7 separate regions of the Mus musculus genome follow, and regions 2, 3, 4, 5, 6 and 7 are each linked to region 1. Evidence: chromatin contacts called from public Hi-C and promoter capture Hi-C data. All regions are on one chromosome and are shown on one strand. The core of a region is the stretch at or near the end of the contact, and the rest is flanking DNA. Distances in the headings are between cores, read along the strand shown. Region 1 holds the start of Washc4 (WASH complex subunit 4). Region 2 holds the start of Sirt6 (sirtuin 6). Region 3 overlaps Ankrd24 (ankyrin repeat domain 24). Region 4 holds the start of Tmem263 (transmembrane protein 263). Region 5 holds the start of Ric8b (RIC8 guanine nucleotide exchange factor B). Region 6 holds the start of Polr3b (polymerase (RNA) III (DNA directed) polypeptide B). Region 7 holds the start of Tcp11l2 (t-complex 11 (mouse) like 2).

The links. Promoter capture Hi-C pulls out the DNA fragments that hold promoters and counts their contacts. A called contact is a pair of places that touch in the nucleus more often than the background predicts. Capture Hi-C pulls out chosen DNA fragments and counts their contacts.
Region 2: a contact with region 1 is called in a Hi-C map of B cells, with 8 read pairs. The contact joins the promoter of Sirt6 here to the promoter of Washc4 in region 1. A contact is called at or near these places in 2 of 39 promoter capture datasets (liver and pre-B cells), 1 of 484 Hi-C or Micro-C datasets (B cells) and 1 of 115 datasets of contacts at active chromatin or transcription factors (astrocytes).
Region 3: a Hi-C map of B cells shows a contact between it and region 1, with 5 read pairs. The contact joins the enhancer-like site here to the promoter of Washc4 in region 1. A contact is called at or near these places in 3 of 39 promoter capture datasets (embryonic stem cells, liver and pre-B cells), 1 of 484 Hi-C or Micro-C datasets (B cells) and 1 of 115 datasets of contacts at active chromatin or transcription factors (large pre-B cells).
Region 4: a contact with region 1 is called in a promoter capture Hi-C map of adipose tissue, with 2.5 times the contacts expected there. The contact joins the promoter of Tmem263 here to the promoter of Washc4 in region 1. A contact is called at or near these places in 3 of 39 promoter capture datasets (hippocampal neurons, liver and pre-B cells), 1 of 115 datasets of contacts at active chromatin or transcription factors (astrocytes) and 1 of 9 other capture datasets (adipose tissue).
Region 5: a promoter capture Hi-C map of adipose tissue shows a contact between it and region 1. The contact joins the promoter of Ric8b here to the promoter of Washc4 in region 1. A contact is called at or near these places in 5 of 39 promoter capture datasets (cranial neural crest, frontonasal cranial neural crest, hippocampal neurons and 2 more), 1 of 484 Hi-C or Micro-C datasets (B cells) and 2 of 9 other capture datasets (adipose tissue and liver).
Region 6: a contact with region 1 is called in a promoter capture Hi-C map of adipose tissue, with 3 times the contacts expected there. The contact joins the promoter of Polr3b here to the promoter of Washc4 in region 1. A contact is called at or near these places in 6 of 39 promoter capture datasets (3T3-L1-derived adipocytes, embryonic stem cells, hippocampal neurons and 2 more), 1 of 484 Hi-C or Micro-C datasets (CD4 T cells) and 1 of 9 other capture datasets (adipose tissue).
Region 7: a contact with region 1 is called in a promoter capture Hi-C map of liver, with 7 times the contacts expected there. The contact joins the promoter of Tcp11l2 here to the promoter of Washc4 in region 1. A contact is called at or near these places in 2 of 39 promoter capture datasets (hippocampal neurons and liver), 2 of 484 Hi-C or Micro-C datasets (nephron progenitors and uterus), 1 of 115 datasets of contacts at active chromatin or transcription factors (fibro-adipogenic progenitors) and 1 of 9 other capture datasets (adipose tissue).

The regions. Positions count from the first base shown.
Region 1 is chr10:83,542,403-83,545,450 of GRCm38.p6, forward strand. Washc4 (WASH complex subunit 4) reads left to right here and starts at 1,539. Exons shown (of 33, transcript NM_001033375.2): 1 at 1,539-1,700. The coding sequence starts at 1,640.
Region 2 is chr10:81,625,996-81,629,043 of GRCm38.p6, forward strand. It overlaps Sirt6 (sirtuin 6), which reads right to left and starts at 1,571. Exons shown (of 8, transcript NM_181586.4): 1 at 1,477-1,571; 2 at 495-622. The coding sequence starts at 1,542. It also overlaps a transcript of Ankrd24 not described here.
Region 3 is chr10:81,642,236-81,645,283 of GRCm38.p6, forward strand. It overlaps Ankrd24 (ankyrin repeat domain 24), which reads left to right. Exons shown (of 20, transcript NM_001374016.1): 16 at 66-184; 17 at 282-1,658. Among named protein-coding and RNA genes, the nearest start is that of Gm10778, 5.3 kb to the right of the region's middle. Within about 2 kb of position 1,431, at least 419 of the 459 cell types and tissues checked have an H3K27ac peak or open chromatin away from gene starts, as enhancers often do. A contact at or near this core is called in B cells, embryonic stem cells, liver and 1 more, where this site is marked.
Region 4 is chr10:85,101,239-85,104,286 of GRCm38.p6, forward strand. Tmem263 (transmembrane protein 263) reads left to right here and starts at 1,389. Exons shown (of 3, transcript NM_001013028.2): 1 at 1,389-1,759. Fhl4 (four and a half LIM domains 4) reads right to left here and starts at 1,257. Exons shown (of 2, transcript NM_010214.4): 1 at 1,058-1,257.
Region 5 is chr10:84,916,194-84,919,241 of GRCm38.p6, forward strand. Ric8b (RIC8 guanine nucleotide exchange factor B) reads left to right here and starts at 1,420. Exons shown (of 10, transcript NM_183172.2): 1 at 1,420-1,632. The coding sequence starts at 1,549.
Region 6 is chr10:84,620,848-84,623,895 of GRCm38.p6, forward strand. It overlaps Polr3b (polymerase (RNA) III (DNA directed) polypeptide B), which reads left to right and starts at 1,451. Exons shown (of 28, transcript NM_027423.2): 1 at 1,451-1,691. The coding sequence starts at 1,620. Gm17249 (a long non-coding RNA gene) reads right to left here and starts at 1,798. Exons shown (of 2, transcript XR_380645.4): 1 at 1,350-1,798; 2 at 1-611.
Region 7 is chr10:84,575,389-84,578,436 of GRCm38.p6, forward strand. It overlaps Tcp11l2 (t-complex 11 (mouse) like 2), which reads left to right and starts at 1,559. Exons shown (of 10, transcript NM_146008.2): 1 at 1,559-1,624.

The DNA.
Region 1 (3,048 bases), core at 289-2,788:
TGGCTGGAAAGTGTGCTCAAGTAAAGAAAGGCTAATCACTGCTGGCAAGACTTGATTCTGGGACTTTTGTTCGAGTTATCAGTTCAGCGTGCTCTTTTTCTCTCGTGGGCTAGATTTAGTCTTGTGATAATGTGGGCCCGAAGCTGCCAACAGCTACCATATGGAACCTAAAGAAGGCTGCCAGAACTGCATGCTACAGAAACTGAAAATTCCAATAGGCCACCCTGAAGCCAGAGACACACTAAGTCCACATGTGTTTGTCAGCTGTCACTGTAACAAACACTTTTGTTAGAAAAAAAAAGCATTTTCTAATTTCTTTGCAATGCCAGGCATGGTGACACATGCCTGTATTCCCAGCACTTAGGAAAGCACTTTACAAAGTAAAGATGTTCATTTGTGGCTCAGATCTGTAGAGGTTTCCCTCCATAGCCTTGTCACAGGCCCAGGAGCAGCAGGGACTCTCAGCTACGATAATGAGATCTTGTCTCAAAATAAAACCAAGCCCAAACCTTAGCATCTCAGAACATGCTCTTCAAGAGAACATTCTATATTGATTTGTGGTACTTTATATAATGCAAATAACTTTAAAACTCTGCTTGAAAAAGACTCAGCTAATAGACACAAGAAAAATTTAAGAGCCACTTTGTATTAATGAGCACCTACCCGTTTTCAAGTAATCCAGTCTTCTTTAATGAGATTTGAATTCTTCCTATGCATTTGCAAACACATGAGCATAAATAAACGTTTACGTCGATTGTAGATGTTACAGCAAATATGCATTGTTCTAAAATCGACTCCTCTCCTTTTTTTTTTTTTCTTTTTTTTCTTTAATGCCATTTGAGACCTATTTCATTTTGTAGCTTTCTAGGAGTTCAGAGTATGGATGTCTTAAATTTTACATTATGATTTTTTTTTTGATGCTATTTAGACTGCTTCGTAGAAGTACATACTAAAAACTGCCCTGATAGAAAGCGTTTTGTGTAAACGTTAGGATAGATGTAGAACTCAGGGTAACACAGTTCCCACCCCACCTTCTTAAAAGCAAGGAAAGAAAGAATAGTGATCTATGTAAAGCAAACCCAGTAGTGAGATTGCTTGGTGGCGTTCTTAAAGTCATTACTTTTTTACACACACAGGTCTTTTCTCAACAAATAATCTGCACAGGAAGTGCAAGGGGATCAAGGAATCGCGAGGGTAAAGACAGAAAGGGAGCTGGTGAGACAGGCATCTTGGTCCAAGGGCTCGGGCAGTGTCCAGGTGAAGGACCGGGTCTTGCGTTGGGCCCCACCCGGTTATTTCCATTCTTTCCAGGTTAGACTGAGGGAGTAATCCCCTAGGATATAAAAAAAAAAGAGCCTCGAGGAACGGAATGTGCCCTGAGAACAGTCGTGAACGGCAGCGAGACCAGGAAAGGATGCAGGATGCCAACGGCAGCCATCACTATGGCGGCCGCGCCGGGAGCAGGCGGTCGACTCGCTTTCCCAGCGGCTCCCGCGGTCCGCAGGGCCGAGAGTCCACTGGCTCTGGCGTGCGGGGGCGGGGCCGAAGCCGGAAGTCACGTGCCGTGACAGCGGCTGGGGTGAGGCCCGCGTCGCGGCTGTGGCTGCTCGGGGCTGTGTCTGTGGGAGGTTCCGCGGCGATGGCCGTGGACACTCTGTCGCCCGACTGGGACTTCGACCGCGTGGACGACGGCTCTCAGAGTAAGCCCCGGCATCGGGCGAGGCGGGCCGGGCGGCGCTGCGGACGGAGGGCGGCGCGGTGCGGCGCCGCGCTGCGCAGCCGCCCTCTCGGGACCCTCCCGCTGGGTGGGACTGGGGCGCTCTGCGTGACCGTGTGGTCGCGTCTGGCCGTGCACTCGCACCCTGCGTCCCTCCCGGAATCGGTGACGGGCCAGCGGTGCCATCGCTGGGGAGCCCCGCGCGAGGCCATCCTCCCGGGTTGTCCATCCCGTCCCAGGGTTTGCCCCAGATGCTCAGCCTTCAGTTCTAGAAGAGTCTGGGTTCCCGTTTCGGTTTCCTGTTTTTCTTTGCTTCTCAAGCCAACTTTTGAAGTTTGGATTCACGTTCTTAGAACCACAGAGACAGCTAAAAACAGCTCTTTCTGGCCTTAAAAAAAAAATCAACCAACATAGGAATATCTTATTCCTTCTCGGCCCTTTATTGATTTTTAAATAGCTGAAAAGGTTTTTAAATCTATTTTAACTTTTTAAAAAATCAGATCTGCTTCGCAGTTGCCTCATGACGTCAAGTCCAAGTTTATGTTTAAAATCACTTCCAACCCCAAAAGCCTCATAGTTTGTTTCAGCATAAATGGACAACCCAAACTAATTAGAGACACTCTGGAGGTTGATTTGTTTGTTTGTTTGTTTGTTTGTTTTTTCTGTGTGATAGAAGATATATTGGGGCGAGTTGCCCAAGAAATTTTTAAATGCATACCTTTCCCAAAAGTAGGAATGCCTTTAAAAATAAAGTACAGCTGCATTATGAATTATTTTACAGAGATACTAGACCATGTACAGATTCCTATGTAACTGTGTTTTGCCTTTACATCTAGTTGAACTATGTTCAGGGTGCTGGGCAGATCTTAAGATATTGGTCTTAGTCAGCATAAAGAAAAATCTAGATGGAAGGATAGTAACCACCCCTTCTCCTCCCCCCCCCCCCCCCCATTGTGCGCTGAGGTCCCTACTTTAGTTTAATCTAACCAAAGTTGGAATGAAGGTATACTGGGTTTCAGCTTTAAGTGGAATGAATGATCAGTTATTTAGACATAATCAGTTTTTTAGATGCTCAGGACTGGGGAAAGGAGTGGAAACAGGACGTGGGTGAGGACACAATATAAAAACCATGTATGTATGAAAATGCCATGGTGAAACTCATAATGTTGTTTACTAACTTTAAAAAGTAGTAGGAAAACTACAAGAAATGCAGTTTGTTGGGAGGGGGAGTATGTTATGCACAGAGGGCCACTGGTTCTTAGTCTCTTCTTGTACTTTAAGAACTTTTATGAGTTCATAGCTACTTGTTATCTTACTGGCAAGGAATTTAG
Region 2 (3,048 bases), core at 321-2,820, 1.9 Mb before region 1:
GCCCCAGCCCCGTTCTTAGGGTGGTTCTGTATCCTGTGGTGGAGACAATGACTGCCGGGTAGGCAAGAATTCTAAAGAGCATGGGACGTCTTCATGAAAGAGGCGGAGGGGCTGAGGGTCTGGGGGTAAACAAAGGCAGGGGAGCTAGTGGAGCTGGGGCTGAGTACTGGTTAAGACCGGCTGCGGGTTCCCAGAATGCTTTACAGTGGTCATAGGCTGCCACCGAAGGTTATGGGTGAGCTAGTCACTCCACAACATTGAGTCATTCTGACCCTAGAAAACCCAGTGGCTGGCCGAGCTGCATGAATACATTTCCCAGCATGCCTTGCAGCTACTACATTATGTGGGCATGCTCTGATCCTTGGGCAAGTGGAGTTTTTGCTGGGCCTTTCAGAGACATAGGAAAACTGAAAGGTCCTTCTGCCACCTCACCTTAGTCCCTAGAGGTGTATCAGCAAGAGCCCTGCCTCAGTTTCCCCTCATTGTTCACCGACCTGAAGTCGGGGATGCCAGAGGCGGTGCTGATGCCGGCGCCCGTGTGGAAAACCACGCTGGAGGACTGCCACATTAGCCGGGCCAGCTCCCACACCTTGCGTTCCAGCTCCTCTGGTGGGTCGAAGATCTGTAGGGTCAGAGGGCAGGAGGAGGCAACACGTGACCTCCCAAGTGGCAGGCCTCCTGTGGGTCAATGCTCTGTCTGCCCCTTCTCAACATCCCTCAGTTCCAGCCACACTCTTAACACATCGCTGTGTCCTACCCCAGGGCCTTTGCACATGCCGAGCCCTCTTCCCAGAGTGCTGTTCCTGCAGGCAGCCACTCCTTTGTCCTGGTCTGGTTGTGGCCCACGTGACCTCCCCACTGACGTCATCCCCCATCCTGGACTTTAGATAACCCACCTCTCTCCCCTAAATCAAGATGCAGCTCTACTTGTCTAGGGGCTCCGTTAACATGAGGCAGGCAGGGCATGGTGTCGCAGGCCTTTAACACCAGTACTCGGGAGGCAGAGGCAGGAAGATTCCTGTGAGTTCGGGGCCAGCCTGGGCTACAAAGAGAGAACCCTCCACCCTACTACACCCCTTCAGAAACAACAAAGACTGACAGCCCCACACTCAGGATCCATCTGGCCCAGATTCAGGGAGGAGTACAGAGTGGGGTACAGGGATGCCCCCAGGAAAGGGTGCCAGCTTCCGGCCCTGCAGATCTTCCCACAGCTCCAGGTTTTCCCTGACAATTAAGACGTCCACTCCCTGACCTGACGATTTGGTCTCGTTCCCATTAGCCCCTCACTCCTTCCCTGACCCAGGTTCCTCCGTGTCACCCAGCCTGAGCAGTGGGTGTCACTTCCCGCCCCCTCCTTCCAGGGAAGTCCCTCCCATTGTCTAGACTCTATGTTTCATGCTGTTCCCACAATGCCCCGCTTCGCCCGGCCGCTCCCCGTCTGGGGTCATTCGGTGACTCGAACACTGCAGCTCTCACCTCGGGCAGCCCGCACTTGCCCTTATCCGCGTAAGGCGACAACCCTGCTGCATAATTCACCGACATCGTCGCCGGCGCTGCCGCACGGGAACAATAAAGTTTCCCTTGTTGAGGCCGCTTCCGCCGGAAGTGGTGAAGGGACGGTCGGGAAAGAGTAGCCGCCTTCCCTAGATACGTGCCTGAGGGTGGGGTGGGTACGTGGAGGTGAAAAACAGCATTCTTTCCAGAGCGCATGCGCCCTCCTGATGCAGCAAGCTTAGTCTTCAGTGCTGGCCGAGACTACCTCTCTGACTTAGTGGATTCCCCAGTCCTGGGATCCGCGACCAGAGCCAGAAAAGTGATGAGGCCACTCACAGGAGTCGAGGCAGGGGGATTGCGAGTCCCAGACCAACTCCCTGTTTCAAAAGAGACAACATCAGCAAAACCCAGAAATGAAACCAAACAAAGCAAAACAAAAATCCACAGTTCTCAGTGTGTAGAGCCCTGCCCGGAGTGCTTATAGCACTGGCAGGAGGGGACAGAAAGTTCGAAGCCACGCTAGGCTACATGATACCCTAACCTTTGTGACTGTCATCCAGGGTCTGCCTGACTCTGGCTACAGGAGAGAATGAATGGAAAACTGGGGTTCTTGGGCAGAGGAAAGACCTCTGGGCCCCCTGCCAACATTTCCTGGGTTAGTTTCTGGAGTGCACCTCCCGGAATATCACAGAGCATAGGGTTAGGTCCACAGAACTGGGCGAGTTCCACGTGTTACCCAGAGGTGCCCAGAGATGCAAGGAGAGAGGTGAAGAGCCCTGCTTCCGTGGCCATCTAGAGATGGGAGGCACTATCTGACCATTCTGCCTGTTGGTAATCAACAGACACAGGAGCCATGTGATGGGTCAATGGCAGCATATAACAACCGAAGCCTCCTGATCCCCGTGGAGACCCCAAGAAAGGCTTCGAGGAGGCAGGAGCACACAAGGAGGTGGGAGAGGCCGTCCTTGGGGCTGCCCATCTGAGCAAGCTGGCTAACAGCAGCTTGTCTCCTCCCTTGGCTCATCCGTCCCCCGCTCCCCCACCCCAACCTGATCGGGTGTCACCTCTACTCTGCTGCTGGTGGCTCGCAGCTGGAGCGGGTAACCAGAGAGGCTGCTTGGACGCTGGGTTCCGGTCTGGAGTCGCCTGAGGTAGGGGGATGTGGGTGAGGGAGGCCAGGGAAGTCTGGGTGCTGGTGAGGGGTGCTACCTGCAACAGTATGAACACACGCATCTGCACACTTGTGACAGGTGCACACATCCCACGCGGGAGCCAAGGCCCAGGCCCAGTGCGCAGCGTCACCTGTGCTGTGTCACCTCTTCAGAAGGCAAACCCTTAAATCCACAGGCCTTCCCTGCCACCTTGCCGTGGCGATTTCCTTCAGACTGGTAGCATGTGGACAACTCTTTTGGGTGTTTTGTCACCCACCCTTGGTGGTAGGTGTGGGGTGAAAGTGAACCTGATTAGTAGAGGAGGTGGGATCAGTGAATGGATGGATGGATGGGTAGATGGGTGGGTGGATGGGTGAGTGGGTAGATGGGTGGGTGGATGGGT
Region 3 (3,048 bases), core at 181-2,680, 1.9 Mb before region 1:
GTTCCTGACTGTCCCTCATGGCATGTGTCCCCAGCCTGACTCTGTGCTGTTCTCAACCTTGTCAGGAGCTGATGCACTGATGCCAAAGAACCAGAGTCCATCAGCAGAGGAAATAGTTGCTTCCCTACAGGAGCAGGTGGCTCAGCTCACCAGGCAGAACCAGGAGCTGCTGGAAAAGGTCCAGGTGGGGAAACTGAGGCAGTGGACATCTCTGCAGACCTCGGGGTGGGCAGGGAACATGGTGAGCCCACCTCTTAGCCTGCCTGCCTCCCCACCCCCAGATCCTTGAGGAGTTTGAAAAGGATGAGGCGCAGATGGCAGAAGAAAGTCAGGCCGAGGTCGTCCCCCTGGTCTTGTATGAATCCTTACGGGCAGAGCTTGAGCAGCTTCGGAGGCAATACACAGAGGCCATGCATTCGCAGCAGCAGCAGCAGGAGGGGGAGCCACCCAGGGCTCAAGAAGGAGAAGAGACAGCATACCAGGAAATCAAGGATAAGGGAATCACTATCCAGAATGGACCCAGCGTCCCAGACCTCAACGGCACCACATATGCAGAAACCAAAGCAAATGGAATGGAACTCCAAGCAGGAGGCTCCAAGGGTGTCTGGAATACTGAAGCAGGGGTTTCAGAAGCAGCACCCATAGAACCCGAGGCTGCAGGTTCAGAGGCCACGGGGAAAGACAGACTGGCAGCCAAGGAAATGGACACTAGTGCTACTATGGCTGAGGCCCTAAATGTGAAAGCTCTAGGTGACAATGCCGAAAGTGAGCCAGTGGCTGCCGAAGATACAGGAGGAAAAGAGAATCCAGGAATGAAAGCTGATGAGGTGGATGTGTTGGCACAGGCAGGGCTCACAGGTACAGTGATTAGAAACATGGAGGCCATCGGAGTGCGGGATACAGGAATTCAGGCCACAGGATTAGAGGCTAAGGCAGTGAAGACCACTGGAGTGCAGGCCACAGTGGCGGAGGTCATAGGAGTGAAGGTCACAGGAGTGCAGACCACAGCGATAGAAGCTATAGGAGTCAAGGACACCACCCAGGTGGCCACAGGAGCGCAGGCCGATTGCTGGCAGGCCACGGAGGCAGACTGCACCGGAGCGCAGGACACAGCTATGGAGCCCACGGGGGCACAGGCCACTGTGACAGAGACTACGGAAGCCGAGACCAGCGGCACGGAGGACCCTTGCGCTGCGATCCTGCACCCGGGGGCGGCGGCGGCGGCGCTGCAGGCCGAGCTGGAGACCCGGATCCGCGGTCTGGAGGAGGCGCTACGCAGAAGGGAGCGGGAGGCTGCGGCCGAGTTAGAGGCTGCTCGGGGCCGTTTTGCAGAGGCTGAGGAGGCGGCGCGGGGGCGGAGCCGCGAGCTAGAGGCGCTTCGGGAATTGCTGGCCACGGCCACGGCTACCGGCGAGCGCGCACGCACAGAGGCCGCCGAGTTGCGCCAAGCGCTAGCTGCCTCCGAGGCTCGGGTCGCCGAACTCAGCTCTACCGTGGACGCCGCTCGCGAGGAGCTGGAGCGCATGCGCGGGGCCTCGGTTCCTGCGGACGAGCACGAGCACGCGCTGAGCGCCCTGCGCGACCACGTGACCCGGCTGCAGGCGCAGCTGGCGGACCTGGCGCGCAGGCACGAGAAGACTAGCGCAGAGGTCTTCCAGGTGAGCGCCTGCGCCAGGCTGTCCTTTCAGAGGATTTCCGCGTGGGCCTGGGCGTCTGCGTGAATGTCTATCACATATACGCAGTACTCCGGAGGCCAGAAGAGGGCGTCCGATTTACTGGATGTTGGAGTTACAGACATGAGCCACCGCGTGGGTGTTGGGAACTGAACCCTGGTCTTCTGCAAGAGCAGTGATCTAACCCCCTTTGCTATTTCTCCAGCCCATAGTATTTCTATTTAGTTTTAATTTATTATTTTCTATGTGGTGCACACACATGGCATGGTGGGAAAGTCAGATGGCAGCCTGTGGGACACAGTCCTCTCTTTCTCATGTGGATCCTGAGCACCAACCAAGGCTATTAGGCTTAGCTGCAAGCACCTTTACCCTGAGCCATTCCCGAGCCCCCTGGTCTGTGTGTGTGTGTGTGTGTGTGTGTGTGTGTGTGTGTGTGTGTGTTTTGTTTTGTTTTTATAGCAGAGACTTGTGTGGTTGAGGCTGATTTTGAAAGCCTGATCCTTTAGCGTCTACCTCCCAATTAGAGGGATGATAGGTGTAGCATCAGTAGGACCTGTTTACACAGAGGTGCATGTTGGGCCAGCTCTCTACCCACTGAGTCCCATCTGAGTTGAAAATTTTGTTTTTGCCAACTATATTGTGTGCCCATAGCTTCACAGTGAGGCCCTGTCTCAACAAAACAAAACAAAAAAAGCGAACAAACTTCCTTAGAAGGGATTGTGTGTGTGTGTGAGACAGTTTTCGTTCTTGCTTTGGCCTTGAAGTCACAGTGTAGCTTTGGAACTCCTGATCCTCCTGCCTCAGCTTCCCGAGTATCTGGGTCACAGGCTTGCACCACAAATGAGGCCACCAGGGCACAAAGAGGCCTAACCAGCTGTCCAGGGACAAACAGCCAGTAGCCAGTGGCTCTTGGCAGGACCGGGATGTTACCAGGGTCGGGTGGGAATCAGAACCTTCCTTGAGGTGGAATGGTATCAGTTCAGCATGGAAGGGTGGGAAGAGCCGAAGGATCCAAGCCACTTTGGGGTCTAAATGTCCCGAGAGTCACGCATGGGCTTGGGCCACAGGTGCAGCGTGAGGCATTGTTTATGAAGAGCGAGAGGCACGCAGCCGAGGCCCAGCTGGCCACGGCCGAGCAGCAGCTCCGGGGGCTTCGTACAGAGGCCGAGAGGGCGCGCCAGGCCCAGAGCCGTGCCCAGGAGGCCCTGGACAAAGCCAAGGAGAAGGACAAGAAGGTGGGTTCCCTCCTTGCTCACTGTTGGTGTCCACTAACCCGAGATTACACAAAACTGAAGAACCTCCCAGCCAGCAAGGGCTTGAGAATTTAGCCCATTTCTCACATGTGAAACTGAGTCCCAGAGAAGGAAGAAAGTCT
Region 4 (3,048 bases), core at 139-2,638, 1.6 Mb after region 1:
CTAGCAAAACTGTAAGTCAATTTGGAAAGAAAGTTATAAAGTTCTGCATTGTAATTTTGCCCAGGGTTCAATCTTGAAATCACCTATTAAAATCCTATTAAGAATTCAGGAGTCTATGACAATAAAAGATTGGTACTCAGTTAATACCACAGTTCAAACTCTCCTAATCATCATTCTCTTTTAGTTCTGTAAAACAAGATTATCATAATTTCAGCACAGTGATCTGAATGGACTTAATTCATCGATTTGATAACGGTTAAGCTCTAGTTCATTCTATTTAAGAACTGAACCAAGGTTAGCTCCCTCTCAGGATTTTTTGTTGTTGCTGTTAGCATCCCTTTTCTGAGACTTGATAAACACTTGCTATCCAGTTACACCACGCTGATTACTTTCATTTAAAAATTGAGGTCCCCTGTCCTGTGTATGTTTCCACTTGATAACTAGGTCGTGAAAAGAAAAAAAATCTCACGTTTTGGTATAATTTCTCAGTAAAGCCCCCTTACACCCACAGTCTCTCTTCTTATCTTTCCCAAAAGTGTAGGGTGGACTTATTGTCATTTTTATCTTAAAGATGTTGAGAGTCAAGGAAAAGCTAATAGCAATTATCTAGTCAGGTAGCCATTTCGTCACGTCTCTGCTTCCTCCTCACAGCCTTCCTAGGCAGCTATCACAAGCCCCCTTGGAAGCTCACTGTCCTGTTTCCCATCTGAAGCAGAGGCAACGCTGAACCCAGAGGACTTCCCAGACAGCATCTTCTTAGGCTGCTCAATACTTTACAGGACCCCACCAGGGATCCCCCCTCCCCCCAAGGCTGGCAAGAACGTGGAGGGGCCCTGACGAAGCCCTAGTTAGGAAGTGACAGTTTTCCTCCCTCTCCAGTTCAATTCTCACATCGATGAACCAACCTTCTTTCGCTACCAAAATTCAAGGCCCCCTGAAAGGCCTTGGGCATCCGCTGTGTGATGAGGGCGAACCTGACATGTTTACGCTCAAGGACTCCAGGTGGACCAACAACAACAACAAAAACCCCACACAAATTAGCAAGGCCTCGCCTCACCCTATCACTCGGTGACACAGGCTCGCAGAGCGCCCTGGGGAGAGCGACTGACAGAGGCCCTGCCCGTCACTCCCTTAGGGCAGCAGCTAAAGGTTGAAGCCCCTGGGCGAAGGAGAGGGAGACACCGGCGAGCATGCCGCCCTCCTCAGGGGAGAAGTTCTAAACCCCCATAACCGTTAGTTCCCTCGAGCCCGGAGAGTGGCCGAAGACTCGGGCGAGGCCGGAGGCGCGCGCCTCGCCGGGGCAGCGCCCCCTCGCCTGCTCTGATTGGGTGGCCGGGGCGGAGGGGGCGGGGAGACCCTCCGGATGAGGCGCGCGCGCAGGCTGGCCGGGGGCTGCTGGGAGGGCTGCGCGCGCCGAGCGACCGGTGGGCGCGGGAGGTGGGGGGGCGGAGGGCCGGGGGCGCGAGTGCGCGTGCGCGTCGGAACCCGAGGCGCGGGAGGAGGCGGGAGCTCCGGAGGCTGCGGAGGGGGCGGGTCGCGTCAGGCGCCACGTCCGCAGCCAGAAGCCGCCGCTGCCGCCGCCGCCGCCTCGCACCGACCTCGCACCGAGAGTCTTCCGACTTCTGAGCCGGAGAAGAGCATCTAGGTCGCGTAAGCCACTCCCGGGCCGCATCAGGGCCTCTGCTGCCCCGGCCGCTTCTGCTGTTCTCCGTGCCACCGCTCCCTCCGCCCGGCCGCAGCTCCCGGCCTCGACCCCGCGGTGAGTGAGTGTGTCCCATGGCTGGGGCGGGGGCGGGAGGGTGTCGTCGGCCTGAGTGGCCGCACTCCGGGCCCTTTCCCGTTAGCCTCATCTGCACCTCACCTGCACGACCCCGGGGCCTGGCCGCTCCAGCCTGGCCCTTTGCGGGGGGACACTGAACGGGAGGGGGATGGGCGGGAGTCGTTGGGGGGCGTACGGAGGTATGGGGTTACCCCAGTGGGTCCACGAGTTTGTGGACGCGGTGTCTGCAGTTGAAGGGAGTCGCTCTGGAAGCCTGGGTCTGACCTCTTGCCTTGAGTGTCAGGCTGGTGCGGAGGAGGAGATGGGGCATCCGAGGAGGAGCCCAGCTTCCTTGCCCCACTTAACTTCTGACCTGTTGATAAACGGTCCCGGTGGGTTCAAGTACACAGGGCTTGGCTCCAAGCGGAGATTCCCGCTGCTCTTCCTAAATCGGGAACTCCACTCCCACGCCTGTTCTAAGCCCGCAGGTGTGGGAATGAAGAGGGGCGCTGGCAGTGTCAAGGAGTGACTGGGGAGCAGGGGGGAAGGAGTCCTGGAGCAGCCGCCAGTGCAGTCACTGCCGACCCCAAGCTCAATCCAAAACCGAGCCTGCCATGCACAAGCAGCATCTAGTCTAGCCCCGGAGCTGCCACTCGGGATCAAGTTGGATCGTCTCTCTTAAGCCCGTCTTATATTGGAATTCCGCAGGAACTAGGGTGTGCTGGATGGACAACGAAGGGGCGGAGGAAGGAGGTGTCCAAGCCAGCACCAGCCTCTAGGGTCATTTTCTGCCTCTCCTGCCACGTCACTGCTCTGCTCAGGGGAAAAAAAAAAAGACTTGCTTGTGCCTAAAGGTGGATCAATGAGGGGGAGCTAGGGCTGCTGGGAAGAGTTAGAAACACCTAGACTAGGAAGCGAAATCTTACTTGATTGTGTCTTTTGTATCTTGTGAACGCTACTAATCCAAAAGGAAACATTGTGGGTATTTGTATCTGCTATTGGTTAGTGCTTAAAACTTCTAGTTGTTGCCGCTCAAGGGCTATCACACTAACAGGTAAGTATGTTTCCATTCTTGCTTTAGCAACGCTTAATACACATCTGCTTTCATTTTTCACTTTCATTTTTTTTTGTATAGCAGCACTTATACCAGAAACTAAGTTCAATGAAAGCATCATTCGAAAAAAGTTCAATGAAAACATCATTCGAAAAGTTTAATTGATTTTAACATATAAATTCAAAAGTGTTTGATATATATATGTTTATATTCGGGGAAAATCTTGACTTTCCCG
Region 5 (3,048 bases), core at 170-2,669, 1.4 Mb after region 1:
ACTATGCATTTTAAATTTTCAAGACTGCTCATTTTAAAACAAGAACAGCAGGGCTGTTCATGGTGATGTCCACAAGAACAGACCACCCAGTAAGGTTGGGACTTGTTTTGGGAGCCACTGTATCCACACTGTATTGGATAATGCCCAGCAATGCACAAATTCTCAAATATTTAATTTTTTGAGATGTTGAGTGAACCCAGATGAAATGTAAGTGGCTGGCACAGAACTAACACTTGGAGAATATGTGCCTCCATCACCACTGACTCCATGGATACTCTGGTTGTGTGATATTTACATCTTTGGGAACGACCTGGATTCAAATCTCAACTTTCTCAATTACTAAGTGCAGAGCTAATTTCCCTGGGTTCAAATCCCAGGTATGCCTCATTAATTCTGAGCTTCAATTTCTTCATCTGGAAAATAGAAATAAAATATATATGTATATATGTACATACACACACACACACATATACATACATATAATATAAAATTATATATACATAATCTAATAATCTATCTCCAAATAATATCTATATAGATATATAGATCTCTCCAAATTTCTTTATCTGTTGTGATTCCTTAGGGTTCCACAAAGAACTGTGTTCAATTTCCCATGTTGCTGTAGCCTAGTGCATAACAGGACTGCAACCGGGTGAGGAGGGTGAGCATTCCAGAGACGGAAACCGCTAACTGAGCATAGAGGGAACTCAACCTGGCGCTGACAGCCACTACCAAGGGTCGGCCGTTTCGCCATCGTCAGTAAGTCCAACCAGCCGCGTCTAAGTGCAGGTCAGAAAAAAGAAAAAAATAAAAACCAAAAAAAAAAAAAAAAAAACCCAAAAACAAAAAACCCAGTTAAACCCCAGTTTAGACCCTCCCACCAACGAAGGGTCCCTCCGCCTCTGGCCTCCAGCGGTCGCAGGATTCTGGTTTCCGGCCTTTAGGGAACTACATTTTCCAGCATGCCCTCTGGAAAGAGGGAAGTCTTTTGCACTGGATGACTACCAATTCCGGCATGCTATTCAGTTCACTAATAACTCAGATGACAGCGTGGGATGAGCCCATTGCATGTCGGGAATTGTAGTGTAGAAGCGGTAGGCTCGCAGATGGGCGGGGAACAGCCCGCCAGTTCTCGTCCGCTATGGGGGAATGATTCATAGAGTGTTAGGAGAGACAGTTCTGCTCGTGGAAGCCCGCTGCGAAGCCCAACTCTTCCCCAAGGCTGGCAGACCTAGGGGAGTAGGCAGGGCCTGGGCCTGACTCAGTCTCTGGTGGCTCCTCAGGCCTCCACCAAGCCCCGGGCCTTGTCAGGGGAGGCCTCCGGGCGCCGGTTGCTGGGGGAGCGGTGACGTCGCGGGGTGAAAGTTGAGGGGCGGTGACGTAGGGCCTGCCCGGGCGGAGGCTGGCGGGTTGGAGGCTGGAGGGAGGGAGGGAAGGAGGGAAGGAAGGAAGCTGGGAAGGAGCGAGGTAGCGGGGGCGCGAGGCGTTTACCTGGGAGGCAGCGGCTGGGGCGCGCACAGCGGCTGCGGCTCCCCCGCACCTGCGGCCATGGATGAAGAGCGCGCCCTCTACATCGTCCGGGCCGGCGAGGCGGGGGCTATCGAGCGGGTCCTGAGGGATTACAGCGACAAGGTAAAGAACTCTGGCCCCGGGCGTTCGCTGTCTTGTCCCCCCTCCCCCCGGGCCGCCTTCGGGGCTTGCACTTCGCATCCTCCCCATCCCCCTCATTCCGGGGATGCGCATTGCTCTCCCCCGAAAACGTTTCCGGCTTGGGCATGCGTGTTTGTGCCCCCAGCCTTTCCCACTCGTTCATCCTGCATCTACCCATTGCCTCCACTATAATGCCCACTCCGATTTCTGGCCCAGCAGCCTGTCCTGTGGTCTTCTTCCTAAACGTGCAAGGCACACCCCCAGAATCTGTAGATGCGCGGCTGCCCAGTGCCCCGTTCCTGGATGCATAAAATGCATGCGAGGCTTTCTCACCTGTATAGTGTGAAAATACATGCTTCTCTGCATAAACACGGCCCTTGTCATGCACAAAACATATCAGCAACGATGGCAGGTCTTTGTGTACCTGTACCATTGTATGGTTTACCAGGCATTGATGTCTTTTATGTGATCTCCTTTGATATCCTCCAAGTGCTTATAAAGTAGATGGTATCAACCTTCCCATTTCATAGATGAGGAAACCGAGGTGCAAAGAACTGAAATCACGCCCCAAGGTCATGGACATATGTTGCAAGTGGGTAGAAAATCCAACTCCTAATAATACCTGTTATTTGTATCGCATTAACAGCTTTTCTGTTCATTATCTCATTTAATCTTGACAGCAATCCTGTGAGGTATTATCTGTGTTTTGCAATGGAGCCTCCAGATGGGCTAAGTAACTAGCCCAAGGTCATTCCTGGGAGCCAGAGCCTTCCCACCTAGGTTTTCAAACTATCCATTCACTGGTCTTTTGCTACAGTGATCGGTATCTTATTATTAATACCACTTTCATCTCTGGAGGAGCTCTCTCTCCAAGTACCATTAGATCTTCCTTTTCCTTTCAGCAGTTTCTCATGTTTGCTTTAATAAGTAGCCTACCTAACACCTTTAGGCTGTTTGGGAGACTTGTATGACTCTCTTCTCTGAAGACCCATCCATCACCAAGTTACACCATATACCTAACAGGTACCTTACTGTTCCTTTCCCCTGCCTATTTATCAGCCCTCTCTGAAAGAAACATGGCTGTATGCCCCTGTGGACCTTCTCTTCTGTGCCTACTACTCCGCTCTCATATATTTTGTATCAGTGAACTGCCTGTATGCCCATTTCTGCGCTTAGTAGAAAATACCTCCAGAAGAGACATACTTCTTGTTTTAAAAGAACCTTCATACCCACTTAATCTTCCCAGCAATCTAGTGAGGACAGTGAGGAGGATATTCCTCATTTCACAGAGAGTAACACTCAGGATAATAATGTCTTCCCAAAGTCACATACCCAATGAAAAATAAGACTGAGAGTTGAGTCTAGCTCTCCAACTCTAAGTCTAGTGCCTTTTTTTTG
Region 6 (3,048 bases), core at 201-2,700, 1.1 Mb after region 1:
AAAAAAAAGAACACATATTATTAGATGGTGCTAATTATACAGGTGAACTATTAAATAGTTCAACTATTAAATGGCCAGGAGCATTGTACACACTCATGTGACACCATCCATCTCCACAATTTTTGTATGTTCCCAAACTGAAACTCATTTAAAAACTGTTGGCATCTTTTACCTCTTCTTCCCATGGGATTTTTCTTACCATTGGACTTGCATGAACTCATTTCCAATTTCAGTGACAAATCCTTTTGTCTTCTACCAACTGTGTGTTTACTATTCATAGAGATTTTTTATAGGTGTATCTAATTTTTTAAAAATTAATGGAATACAACTTTTAGCAATTCTTATGCTTTCTCCGTTGCCATCCTTGAAATCTTTCACCAATCAATGTTATTAATACATTACCTTTTCTTTGGAGACAGGGTTTCATGTAGCCCAGGCTGGCCTCGACCTTGTTAGGTAGCCAAGGATGCCCTTGAATTTCTGGATGCCCTCCTACCTCTAGCTTCTAAATGCTGGGATTATAGGTGTCTGTGCTGCCGTGGGAGGATTATGTGCAATCCTTCGTTTATTCGGTGTAGTGGTAACAAACTCCGTCCCTCTGACGTTTCCTTCTAGTGTTTTGTTAAGGTATATTTCATCGACATAGGATTTAAACATATTTTCCCCCAAACCGTTAATTAACTATTCTAATATAATTTATTGGGTTTTCCCTAAGAGGATCTTGGACCTCATTCTTCAAACTCCCTGAGACAGTGAGGTTGTGATCCTACCACCTCTACATACCAAATGCTGGGATTAAAGTCGTGGGCCCCTACACCCTGTCATAGCAGGAATCAACCCCAGGTGCTCTGGAAGAGCAACCAGTAGTCCTCAATCCCTGAGCCGCCCCTGGGTCCTAAGTCACTGATCAGGTCGCTCCCGTTTAAACCCTTCAATGGTGCTTTACTATTCCCAGGGAGAAAGTCTAACACCTTCTAAGAGTTAACACATTTCAGAATCAGGAAGGCATCTTTTACTGCCCCCTGGCTGTCCTGGAACTCACTTTGTAGGCCAGGCTGGCCTCGAACTCAGAAATCCGCCTGCCTCTGCCTCCCGAGTGCTGGGATTAAAGGCGTGCGCCACCACGCCCGGCTGATGCCTGTTCATTACACGCAGGTACCACCAATTATTTAAGCAAGGACTTTTGCTCTTCTGTACTACACAACATACAAGCAGTTTAGACTGAGTTAATTGAAATCTCTGCTTTAGAAGTTCATGTTGTGACTAATGTGTATTATCGAGTCATTTTTCAGATTAGTTATACAGTTAGAACTACTATACTTTGCCGTATTCAATCATTCTGGGGATACTGGAAATGAGCCTGTCAAGAGGCTAGGATTAGCCCGGCGAGACCTCGGAAGTACACCAGTGGGTGTAGTTTTCCACATCCGGCTCGGTCACTTCCGGGTTCCTCCGCAGGTTAGGCCCTGACCAGGCGGAACCTTTTGAAACGCCTCCCCGTAAACAAGCGCCACGGGGACACCGGAGGAGAACGCACACCACTCTCCGCGTGCTACTTGCTTGGAGCCGCACGGGCGGATGTGAACATTCTGCCGACTTCTTCCTCTACCGTGAATGGAATGGATGTTCTAGCCGAGGAGTTCGGGAGCCTGACTCCGGAGCAGCTGACTGCGCCGATCCCGACTGTGGAGGTAAGTGCCGTGAGCGCAGGCAGCGGAAGAGGTTGGAGACGACTAAGGAGGCGTTGCCGGGAGAGTTTTCAGGATGACGAGGGCGGGTCCCTGGGCTTCTACGCATGCTCAGAACTTCTGCACATGCTCGGAGCTCCGGGTGTGTGAGCTTTTACCAGGTGTGGTTCTTGAGCGTTTGTAGCAGCAAGTACAGATCTCTCAGTAGCGTCCTACGTTTAGAAGCTTAGCGAATGGCTCTCGGGTAAAGCTTTTCTAATTTAAGTGTGCACTGGCAAGAATTGGTCCTTGTGTATTCTCTCAGGAACCAATATCTTCTTGCCGATCTCACCTGGAAGGACACAGAGATCCTGAGAACGTAGGCAATGTTCTTGAGGTCCCATAGCCGGCTTTGGTGCTAAAAGTAAATGGGAATCTCACCCTTGTCATCATTTTCCTTTTACTCCACAGTTTCTTTGGACTGCAGGTTTAGTTTAAGTACCTTGACTATCCCTTCGTCCCCCATTTTTGATCTTGTATTTTCTTAGGGGCCCCTATAGCTTTCATCAGATTCTTAAAAGTTAAAGGATAATTGCTTCACGGTGAACTGCCTAAGGAAGTGCAGTTATTGACATGATTTTGTTTCCTGAGAAGGTATATAAATTCTCACTGAACCTTGACATCTTTGGCACAGAATAGGGACATCTAGGACTGAAGATGGTCGAGGAAGAAATTCAGGCAGAGGAACAGGTTGTACATGACCCCAGACACACCATCAGTTGTTTCAGGGGAACAAATAAATCTAGTGGAGCTAGGGGAAGAGGGCAGTAAAAGATGCCTTCCTGATTCTGAAATGTGTTAACTCTTAGAAGGTGTTAGACTTTCTCCCTGGGAATAGTAAAGCACCATTGAAGGGTTTAATTGGGAGCGACCTGATCAGTGACTTAGGACCCAGGGGCGGCTCAGGGATTGAGGACTACTGGTTGCTCTTCCAGAGCACCCGTGGTTGATTCCTGCTATGACAGGGTGTAGGGGCCCACGACTTTAATCTCAGCATTTGGTATGTAGAGGTGGTAGGATCACAACCTCACTGTCTCAGGGACTTTGAAGAATGAGTTCCAAGATCCTCTTAGGGAAAATACACAGTATTTGTCTTTGTGTTTGGCTTATTTCTCAGTGTTCCCCTACTCCTAATCAACAGGACCTGCAGCCCATGCAGCAAAGGATAGTTAAGAATGTAGCCCAGTCCAAAACTGCAGACTTAACTCCAAGCTTTATGAGTGTTATTTTATTTTACTTTTAATATTTTTGGTATGGCTCTCCAGGGAGAGTTTTGTAGATCACAGCGTCGTGTTACAGTGTTGCTGTAAGGAACCTTCCT
Region 7 (3,048 bases), core at 309-2,808, 1.0 Mb after region 1:
TCCCTCTTTGTGGGAGAGTGTACATGCGCTATGGCTGTGTGTGCTTGTGTGTGGAGGAGTCCAGAAGACAGCACTGCATCCTTTAGAACTAGAGTGTTCTACAGTGTTTGAGAGCCGTCCAGTGTGGATGATGAGATCTGAAATTGCCTGTGGTCCTCATGATAGAGCAGCAAGGATTCTTAGCAGCCGTGGCTCCACTTTAGGTTGTGTAATTTCTAGAGTGACAGATACAAATGGATACAAATCTCTAGGTAGGTTTTCTTGTTCAGAATAACTTGCCAACTAGGTTCAGTAGCTAACAGTGAGCTTCTAAGAGTGCTTTAGTTCCATTCTTATCCCACTGAACAAGAAGATCTCTTGGGTAGGCAAATGTTAGGGACTTGGTTATAACCTCAGACCAGTCCATGCTGTACAATTGTATTTCTATCTTGCTTTAAACTATTGTCTGCTTTTGGTTTTCTTCTTTCTAGAATGATAGTAGACAATTTGCCTCCACAATCCGATATGATTTTAGTCCTAAACAGGAATATTTCAGCTTATATAAAGTTCATTTATTTTTTTTGTATGACGCTACCCACAAGTAATACCAACTTGTACCTGGCAAAATAGTGGTTCTGTTTCTTTATGCCCAGAAGCAAGCTCACGAGAAGTTATGCTTAGTAAGCCTGACCACACAAGAGCCCCTCCCAGCACTTATTTACATTAAGCCTGGTTGAAAACTCTCCCCAAGATAAGCGCCGCCAAAGAACCCTTAGAAGAAGTAAGACACTTTATCTTTGTGCACAGGCGAAGCCTTCGGAGAGCTTAGGTAGGTGTGGCTCCCAGAAACCAATCGTCCAATTCAAGGGGCAAATCAGGACCCGTGTTTACAAGAACATGTTGACACGTGTGGATGACGCGGTTGGACGCTGATGTGCGTGGGACAGCCTGTTTGGAATGTTGTTGACTCGCTTGGCCCGGTGTGTGTGGCCATTGTGAAGGTGGGCATGTAGTGTTTTTATATTACTGCCGCGAGCGGACACCAGAAGTCTGTCCGTTCGGTTGGAGTTAGTCCATTTCATCCTACCTGGTAAACTGAAAGAAACAGGATTGGGGGCGTCACCCGCTGCACTTAGGCCCCGCCCTTACACAGCCAGGCCCCGCCTCCGAACGCTTTAGGCCCTACAGCAGCCCAGGCGCTCCCGGCCGTAGGCTGCCCCAATTCCGTGTTCACTCCTCTCCCCGCCCCTGGCGGTCCGGACCGTACCACCACTGAATATAGGGAGCACACATTTCTCGTGTGCAAATGGCTTTCTGTCTGAGCCTTCTTCAGCCTTCACGATAGAAACGTGAGAAAGCTATGGTTTTTGTAGACAGACTCTTCAAGAATTTAGGGATCTTCGCCAGAACCCTGCCCTGGATTCTGGCGCCGCGGTGCTATAGTCCCCCTCCAGTTCCTTCCCGAATGGTCGCGCCCAGGGAGTACCTCTGGGCCCTTTAAATACCGCGTGGGGCTGCGGGGGGGCTCCAGAGTTGACAGACTGCTGAGTCTCCCCTTGTCTGCGACGCTGGTTGAGGGGGGATACGCAGAGCCCCGCGACCCCCGCCACCTAGCTTTCCTCGAGTCTCTACGCGGGATCCGGGGGTGCGTACCCATCCCAGGGGAGGGGCCGTGGGATCTGAGGGGACCGCGTCTCCTTATGGCAGCGGGAGGGCTCCTTGTGCCCTCCGAGTTCGGGACATTTGACCTCGGAGTCAAGGCTTGAAGTGGGGCACGGTGGCAGTGGTGGCCCAGGCTCTGCCGGGGCCGCTTGGTCGTGATGACATCCCTTTGGGTGCGTGCCAGCGACTGTGCTCAACGGCGCGAGACGCTCTGGGCTCCCCGTGCGGTCAGGTCCCCAATCCCTCGTCCCTGGAGGAGTGGGACTGAGCCGCGGTGGGGCCCGGCTGGGCCTCGGCCCTATGTTTGGGTCTTGTTGCTGGGTTTCTCGAGAGCTGGGTTCTGTCCCGGCAGTCCCCTCCCCCAAACGTTTGTTTTGACAGGAAACGTGGTGCTGCTAGAGGGAGGGGCGAGCAGAGAACGTGGGCGAGCGGGCAGGACTCCTGGGACTTCCGTTGGACTTGACTGTCCAGGAGGCCAGCTCAGGTCACATCTGGGTCAGACCCTTGCCTTCTCAGACCCTTGCTTTGCCTTGCTTTGGGTGGCGCCACAAAACATAGCAACGAGATTCGGTGGCACGTGGATGACACAGTTATGTGTTTACGTTAGTACAAGAGGAAAAACTTCCATTAAATGAGCGATTTCGCAATGTTTACTTCTAAAATGCGTTTATTAGACTGGGACTGTAGTTCTGTGGTAGAGCACTTTACAGGACTGTAGGTTCTGTCCTCCCCCAACCACAAGAAGCCCAAATCATGTGTTTAAACACAAGAATCCAGTCAACAAAGAAGGGTTTGTTAAACTACCGTTACAAGCAGAGTAGAAACACTTGAGTGGTTCCAGTGAGAATGGAACCTCCCTCTTTCATCGTTGTCTTGGTACCTTAACGGTAAAGAAACCAGGCAACTTGTCTTTGTCCTTAGTGGGCTGCTCAGCACAAGGTGGTGTTCAGCTCTCAGCTCTTAGTTAACCTACCTCCCAACTGATAATTTCAACCAGTTCTTACACTGGTTCCTGGGCTAGGAGTCCCCATCCCACCTCCACCTCCACCCCGCCCCGTCTACTCTGCCTTTTTCCTACCCCCATGGATTTCATACATTGCTCCACTTGAAGTGACCCAGGGCTGAAGGGCGCCTTACCCCCCGGGTGTGCAGCACAGGTGTTAAACTAGGCATCAGGGATGGGGGGGGGGCGGGGGCAACGCTTTCCAGGATAAAAAGTGCTTAGAAATCCTTCCCAATGCTGTAATGACACGTGGAGCACGGGCATCTGCCTTTTAGACAGTGGCTGGCTTGTTGGCTTTTGTCTAGCTCTCCGAGGCGGGCAAAGACTCGATGAGGACCAGTACTGTTCTCTCCGTGCTGTGTTTTTTGCCTTACTCTAGCCTGGTGCTAAAGCACGGTTTGATC